Regions from separate parts of the Gossypium hirsutum genome. Here region 1 is linked to region 2. Evidence: chromatin contacts called from public Hi-C data. All regions are on one chromosome and are shown on one strand. The core of a region is the stretch at or near the end of the contact, and the rest is flanking DNA. Distances in the headings are between cores, read along the strand shown.

Evidence for each region. Hi-C and Micro-C count contacts between places; a contact is called where the count stands out from the background.
Region 1: a Hi-C map of leaf shows a contact between it and region 2, with 3 times the contacts expected there. The contact joins the promoter of LOC107901566 here to the promoter of LOC107901562 in region 2. A contact is called at or near these places in 8 of 34 Hi-C or Micro-C datasets (anther, fibers, leaf and 1 more).

The regions. Positions count from the first base shown.
Region 1 is chrD06:21,967,739-21,972,025 of Gossypium_hirsutum_v2.1, reverse strand. LOC107901566 (tetraspanin-19) reads left to right here and starts at 2,245. Exons shown (of 5, transcript XM_016827624.2): 1 at 2,245-2,660; 2 at 3,022-3,121; 3 at 3,514-3,594; 4 at 4,216-4,287. The coding sequence starts at 2,497. It overlaps LOC107901567 (eukaryotic translation initiation factor 3 subunit L), which reads left to right. Exons shown (of 8, transcript XM_016827625.2): 8 at 1-201.
Region 2 is chrD06:21,794,489-21,798,909 of Gossypium_hirsutum_v2.1, reverse strand. It overlaps LOC107901562 (proline-rich receptor-like protein kinase PERK3), which reads right to left and starts at 1,486. Exons shown (of 8, transcript XM_016827618.2): 1 at 380-1,486; 2 at 1-287. The coding sequence starts at 1,406. It also overlaps the pseudogene LOC107900050.

The sequences.
Region 1 (4,287 bases), core at 996-3,495, 170 kb before region 2:
GGTAGAATCTCACGTTAAGATATATAAATGGTTCCTTTTTGAGAGCACTGTGAGAGGGGATTTATGCATTTGCGGGCTTGCCAGAAAATTTTTGTTGCGACTGTTGCTTTGTTTGTTATTCTTTAACTTTGGGTTAGCCCTATATTCAAAATATTGATGTGATGGATCATAGTCATCAATTTAATGAAGATGTGTTTATTAGATTTAGGCCTTTCAAGTGAAAATTGGACCACAAAAGAGTTAACAACTTGAATGCACTTGAATATGGGGTAAATTATGTCAGTCTCAACTTTGAGCTAAATGGTAAAAATCATTTTGGTTTCAATTTAGGTACTTAATTTTTAAAAAATAATAAAACAGTCATTAACATTATCAAAAAGTGACAAATCAATCACCTATTAACATTTTTGTTACAGGCCTAATGGAACGGGTGATGTAGCTAGTTAATTACCTAACGTGATCAGTTAACTTGTCATGTTGGATGAGGCAAAGTTTCAATTCAGTCATTCAACTTTAAAAAAATAACAAATCAGTCACTAACGTTATCGAAAAGTGACAAATCAGTTTCTAATGTTATCGAAAAGTAACAAATCAGTCACTCATTAACATTTTCTGTTACAAGTCTAATGAGACAGGTGACATGACCAGTAAATTAGCTAATGTGGTTAATTAACTTGTCACGTTAGACGAGACAATGTTGAGTGACTTTTTTTTTGTCCTTTTTTTTATTTTTCATAAATGGCCTAATATTTTTACTTTTTGCGTAAATGGCTCAATATGTTTATACTTCTTCTCCATCCTAACAATCTCGCCGTCACCGTCTCCACCACAATCATCTTTAGCGTTACCATCGTTGACCTCCAAACCATCACCCTATCTTTTTTGTATTTTTCAACCCCCCAATGGAGAAGCCACATGGTTGGGATCCAATTGTCTTTTTCTATTACCTGAAGCCACTTTCCTCTGAAAAAATTAGATCGAAATGGGATTGAAGATAATTTTGGGTCAAACTATTAGTATCCACAACCAAACTGGTGAGGAGAAAATCCTCCAAAGCAACATTCAAGCGATTCAAGAACCAAAACGACTCGGATTTGTCAAGATCTTCATGGGATATGATTGATATAAACAAAAGGGTCGTTGATTAAGCTAAACAACACTAACTCCATTGTCAACATTATCAAGTTGCATAAAACAAAGTCAAAAGCAAAACAAAGGGGAACATCCAGACAAACTAAACAATCAATTAAACTCATGATTTTTGGGAACGAAGGAAGCAGTTCCTCCAAAGGGACAACCAAATGTCGACAAGTGAAATTCTGGGTCGGGTCAGTGATTAGCAAGATCCCAAAGTCAAAATTGGACTAGGTATTGTAGCAAAGGAGTATGATAGATGGATCAGAAGAAGAGCGGTGGAGATGGTTGGCAACGAAAGTTGGGGTCGAGGTGAGGTAAGCCCAGTCATTCGAAAGAGATTTGAATCGAGTCATGGACCTAAGGGGTAATCTAGAAAGGATATCGAAAATGGTATTTTGGGTTAATGACAATGAGGAAGCCATGGTGCTCTGCTTTCTTCATGAACAAGAAGAACTCATTCTAGGGTTTTATTTGTTCTTTTTGGGTGTCCGATTTTTTAAATTTAGTAGGACCAATTTGTTATTTTTTGAAAGTTGAGTGATTGAATTGAAAATTGAGTGACTGTTTTGTCATTTACCCTTAAATATTTTTTGAGTTGGAAATATCGTGGTGGCCGGTTAACTGCCATGTCACTTTTCTGTTACGTCTGTAACGGAAAATGGTTAAAAGCATTGTTTTATTATTTTTCGAAAGTTGAGAGACTGAATTGAAACCAGAGTGACTGTTTTGTCAGGTACTTCAAAGTTGAGTGACTATTGGTATAATTTACCCTTGAATATATTAAACTTTCTATTGATCTGAAATGATTGAAAATGATTCAAGTTGGAATAAAACTGAAATGTTTTGAAAATTTTGATTTTAATTTTTTATTTATAATTCCAACTCCAAATAAAAAAATTATTTAAATCATAAATGTTAATTTATCCATTTAATTATTTGGTTTTCTTAAATTTATCCATTTAATTTTATTCCAAGGGCACTAATTGGATAAGTGTTAGGTAACTTAAGAAAAAAAAAACAGAATGGGAAATTCCAAATTGGGTGAGACAGAGAGGCAACTTTCTTCAAAGTAAGTTTGAATGGCAGTTATACTTGCCTCCTTGTCTTCAATGATCAAATCCCATTATGTGTACAATCATTATAAGACTACCAACTCAGAACCATCTAACTTTCAACCTTCTATATTAATGCTTTTTCAGTCCCCGGTAAACACATGCTCTTCACCTCTACGCTCAGCTTTGCCTAAAACCACCCAAATGGCGGTCACCACCATATTCCTCTCATTTTTGTCTCACATTTAAATGCAAATCCACAGCGCTTTCCATAAATTAAGCTTATTCATCTCCAATCACCACTGCCATGCCAAGGTGCAGCAGGTGTTGCTTGCACCACTCCATGAAAATAGTGAATCTCATCATGAATTTTCTTGGGATTGCAATCATTGTTTACTCCCTTTGGCTCCAAAAGAAGTGGAATATTGGTGTTGCTCAATTGGTTTCTTTTCCTTCTATTCCCAACCCTTGGTAATTTTCTTCTTTCTTTTTGCAAGTTTAAATATGCCCCCCCCCAACCTGTCCTTGCTTTCTTCCCATTTTTGAATTTTAGTCCCTCAACTTCTCTGCTTTAAAAATTAAATTCCATTGTTAACGAAATTTCATGTGGCATTTTAATGTTAAAAGCTCTGATTTTAAAAGTTATAGTACAATTGATAACACATCCAAGTCTAATATGTGGACTTCGATTATTTTTTAATCAAAAAAGTAGAGGGACTCAATTTAAAAAGTTTACAAAGTGCAGGGACTGGGGTGAAATTAGACCTCTTTCTTTTTTTTCAGTTTTCAGTGAACTTTGAATAAAATTGTGTGTTGCCTTTGTATAAAACAGGTTTATATATACGTGTTTTGGTGTGGGAATTGCTGTGTGCTTGAGCTCACTATTCAGTTTCATTGTCTCTAATTGTATCAGCACATCTATACTTTGTATTGTATCCTTTGCCCTGGCCTCAGATTTCAGTTTATTCCTTGTCATCATTATCAGTCAAATTTATGATTTTGGTCCCTCAACTATACGCAAATTGATGTTTAGTCCCTATAAATTGGTCATTCCACTTTCACAATGTCATTAGTTACACCGTTAAAATGCTGACGTTCCTACTCCATGAGATGTAAGGTTTGTTTGTTTTTATTTAAATAGATTAACATTTTAACCAAAATGGGGTTAAAATCAAATTATGGTAAACTAAAATATAAAATTGGCATAATTGGATTGTGAAGTTTCCATTTCATGCTTTCAGTAATTGGGTTTAAGGTTTTAGAATAGGAAAAAATTGAAGTTGAAAGCCCCTATTGTAAGTTTCCTGAACCAAGGTTTAATTAGTACATTTTCAGCGTTTGCTCCCTTCTTTTTCTGGAAATTGCCGTGATTGTCACCATTTTCTTCAAGAATGACTGGAGTTCGGTACGCCTACTCTTAACACCCATATATCTCATTATCTTGTTAGCCTCGGTTCCACTTGCAATTTAACATTTATCTCACATACCTACCAACTATTTTAGTCTAATATGTACACTTCAGCTTATTCTCAATCAGCCTATTCTGGAATTGAAAAATCTGCCATCTTTTTTTCATATAGCTATCTAAAGTTTTTGCTGGTAAAAAGTCGGACCTAAATTCTCACTTTTTGTCTTATTTTTCCTAAAAGTGTACTGACGTCTAATAAGAATGTATAACGAATCACATTCTTATTGGTCGGTATTGTGTTTTAGGATAAAAGCAGATGAAATTAATAATTTAGGTACTACTTATTAAAAAAAACAGTATAATTTAAAGGTTGATTTTGCATTTAAACCTTTCATTTATTAAGGACATATAGGAGAGGGGTAGATTGGTTCTGATTACGTCTTTGAAGTCAGTTTTCTTTGTCTTAAAGTTGCTACACAAATAGCTCTCCCAATTAGACAGCAGTTTTGTTTTATTAAGAGATGATAGGATAAATACAAATAGGTTGGGTTGAGTTGAGTTGAGTTGAGTTTGATTATATGCTATATTTGATATGTGCTATTATTTCCACAATGACAGCTAATTTCAAAATACATTGATGAGAATCATGAATATTTCAAGAACTTTGTTGTCTTCCACGAAAAGATGTGT
Region 2 (4,421 bases), core at 237-2,736:
TCGGCTAATGGTCTCAACCTCGGCCCGGAATTCACGCTCCCCTTGCCGGCTCCCAGCCTTCAGTTTCTTAACCGCGACGTCTTGTCCGGTCAGCAGACGCCCTTTGTAGACGTAACCGAAACCTCCTTGTCCAATGAGGTTGGATTCGGAGAAACCATTGGTCGCAATGACTAATTCCTCATAAGTGAAAATGCCACTTGAAGGATTCAATGCGGTATCTGCTGCAACTGTTGCTGAATTGGAGACATTTTGTTGTTTTTGTTGCATTGAAGCAGCAGAAGGGCCATCTAAAAAACCAAACCAAACAAAACATTGAAATTCTATCAGATTTGGGTTCTTAATTAAGATTTGAAACAAATACTAGTTGTATTAAATTCACCTTTTGTGACAGTAGAACATTGTTGAATTTTAGTGTCTGAAGGCTTGTGTTTTCTCCTTCTACCTTTGAAACAAATGCACACTAATGCAAACACAACAAATAGTAGAACTGCAACACCAACGGATGCAACTATAAGCCCAATTGGAGACTGTGGCCTGTGCTTTGCGGCTGCCAAACCTCCTTTGCTCGCTGTTAGCGCTAATGCTGGTGGTGGTGGTGGTGCAGGCGGTGGAAAGGCCTGAAAGAATCCTGGAGTTTTAGGAGCTCCGATGGAATGAGAAGCTGCAGGTGGTAGTGGGGGTGGTGTTGATGTTGGTGGCGGTAGAGGTAGAGGTAGAGGTGGAGGCAGTGGAAATGCCCGAAATGGTGTTGGAGTTTTAGGGACCCCAGTAGAACGAGAAGCTGCAGGTGGTGGTGGTGGTGGAAGCACCACAGATGGTGGCCTTGGTGGAGCTGTTGGAAGTGGAGTAGATGGCAAAGGTTTAGATGGCTGTTGAGGAGGTGGAGGAGAAGATTTAGGAAGCAATGGGGAAGGAATAATAACCAATGGTGGTGGTGGGAGTGGGGGAGAAGCTAATGGAGTAATTTTAGTAGCAGCAGCAGGGGGTGTTGGTGAGGGTGGTGGTGCAGAAGTAACAACCGCCTGTGTAGGAGTAGTAACAGGACTTATAGCAACAGCAGCAGGAATTGGAGGTGGGGTTGATATTGGGGCCAAATGGGATGCCAACAAGGGTGGAGGAGAAGCAGAAGCAGGAGTTGGTGGGGGTAGGGGTGGTAGAGGAGGCAGAACCACCGGGAGTGGTGGTGGTGGAAGAGGAGGAGGGGAATCTACGGGGGATGATGGAGACAATGAGGGTGTTAACAACATATTGTAATGTAGAGCCCACAACTCCCACATGCAAATCAATGTACAATAAAATGTTTTATCCTCGGAGTGGTGGATTTCATAGCTGGAAAGTGTTTTAGAGAATTTATATTTTGTTTTGGTTGCAGAATTTATGAATCCATTTTTACTGACATAAACCATAAAAGGGGATAAAAGTAAAACCAATCAACTAAACCACTCCACAAATAAAAAAAGAAAGTTGCAGTTTCATGGCAAATCCCGATACTCTAATACTAATGGGGGGATTTTAAAATAATAATAGATGAGAGTCACGGGCGAGGAAACTCGAATTCACCTCTAACACCTGGGTCCACCTGTTTAGTTTTTTCTATTATATATTTTTCATATTATATGTTACATTTAAAATATAAATATTATATTAACATAAATTGTTAGCTCAATCGAAAAAATAGAGTTTTATTAATGTTAAATAGCACATGTTCAAATTCAACTATGTGTAACTTTTCATTGTTTTGTTAAAATAAAATATTAAAAATTCCTCAAATAATATAACTAATTTTTTAATTACAAATTTATATTTTTGTAATTTCTATAATAAAGTTAGTGTTTAATTAACTCGTAATACTAATTCAATTATGGCTTTAATAGTAGTATAGATCATCTATGGATCATTATATAAATCAGACCAGGTCAAATTCTCAATTTTTTTCTAAACTCAAGTTTAAATTAAGCCTAACTTAATTTAATAGCCCTAAATTTAACTTCAATGTTTAATGGCACTTGAATTTTTTTATCTCCCAATTTTATTCTTGAGTCTAGCTTCATTGTCCAACTTGATACCCATATCAAACAACAAGTAACCCAATGAATATTTGACACATATGCTCTAGTATAAAAATCCATATGTATTTAATTGAGACAGAACAAACTCAAGTATCAAATTAAATAACCTTAAACTATCAAATTGAACATTGAAATCACATTCAATATTTATAAATTTTTTAACTAAATTCAATTTAATTTTTTTTAACTTTTGTGATTGGCTTGTGATTAAGGGATGTCCACTCATGGAACCTACTTAGGTTCGCACAGCTAGGGAGCAAGTGGTAGGTTTTTATTTAAGCAACTCCAGATAGACTTAGTGTGTGCATGGGAATGTTCCTACCATGTGTGCGTGAGTACTAACCCTCTAGTTATACAGTACTAATTTTTTTTTTCTATTTAAGTGAATTTGAGTAAATCCAAACCTATTCGAGGTGAAAATTTCTTGCCCAAGCTCAACCAATCGGATAAGCCACTCGTAAATGATTTCTTTCCATAACGAAAATAAGAGACCATGAGGGAACATCAACAGATATGTACATTTTAATCATGTAGACATATCTATACCTACCAAAATGGAGAGCTTATCATTTTTCTCCTCTGCAAAGTTTCTTTAATGTCTTCCTACTAGAAAAGGAAAGAGCATCTTTGACATCTAGCCATCAAATGAGGAAAGCATTTAGTGCTCAGGAAATGCCAAATTTGGACAAAGCCGACTGGAAAAGAGTTGAGAATACCTGGGATGTACTTTGATAATCAGCTTTGATCTTAATTTGGGCTTTAGCAGATGATGTGTTGATTATACATTCTACGAGATAATTAGATGTCGATGACTCCATTTTTTTGCGCAAAGAAGAAAAACTTTAAGTTCGGGGATTGACCGCCCGATGCAATGCAGTGGATGGAATGGCTTTGCATGTGCCGAACAAGAGCTTGAGGAGCCATCAGTGCCACGATGCCTTGAAGGCTTACTGAGTGCTCCTGGACAGATTACTTGACACGATGAGTTCCAAGAAAGGTGCACATAATCGCATATATAAGCAAAGCTTTCCCAAGTATCAAGAATGGCATAATGGAGAACACATGGTTTCCATTCTAGGGACCATCTAGGAAAGGCCTAAAAGTTCTGTCGTTATAGGGGTATCCATAAGAAGGGTCTGTAAGATCGAATCCAATTGCAATTGCAATTCCATTTCCTATATATTTCCTGAAAAAGTAGTCTATCTCACGAGCTTCATTCATTGTGGGAGTAATATATACCACTCGCTGCTTTTGAAATATTTTACGAACTGCAGGAAGTGAAAAAGTGTTGGCAAATCAGATGTTCGAACGAGACCGTTCAGGAACATAGGTTGTGGGTAACTAAAGAGGTAGCGAGACTGACAGCTTTCTCTATGAGCTTACAAGCTTAGCTTTTGTTTAGCTTTAGGGGTGGCAACTAAAGAGGTAGCGAGACTGACAGCAACTGCAGGAAACGTGACTTTCATTTTTTTTATGGAAACTTGAGTCGTTTAATATCGCTACACAAACCTGTGATAAAGCAACTGGCAATTGGCGCCACCTCTGCTGAAATGTGCTTGGATCCCGGAGTAGCTTTTGTATTAAGCTTCAATTGAGGAGATGGAGTAGCAGGTGCAGCTGCTGGTAAACCAACACCAAGCAGATCATCAATTGCCGAGCTTGCTGCTTGTGAAGAATGGCCTGCTGCGGTGGGATTTGATATTGCCAATTCTCTCTGTGTAGACGAACCATCATAAGGAGCTGTATATGCAGAACCATTATTAGTTGAACCTCTAGTTTCCTCTTTCTCAGAAGTAGTTAAAAGCAGATCCTTATCATTTTCCTCAACTCTCAGAGCAGAAACAACGTTATCTGCTGCTTCTCCATCGATAGATTTCCGAGCTCATCTGAAAACTCAAATGGACCCGTGTTCCTTATCTGTAAACATGTAAGATGGCTGCATATATTTACAAATATCAGTTGACACTCATTATTATTATTTGAGTAACACAATCTAATTACGTTCCTAAAAGGAGATGCAGAGTGGATATTGATAAAATTGTTCTCAATGTAAAATTGTTCACATTCATATAAAATGCTTACAAACTATTTATAAATTATAGATAACCCTTTAAAACAAAAAAAAAATTGAAAATATTAAAATCTAATAATAACCAATGACTCTTGACTTTTCATTCTCCTAAACAAAAACTACTAATTTAAACCCATTAAAAAACAACATAACTCTTGACCTTTCAACTCTTGACCTTTCACTTACATAACTCTTAACTTTTCATTTAAGTTTATTTAACAAAACTCCCCTGTAAACTTAAATGCTTCTACCATCTTTCATGCCGATTAATTTCTTGTAGT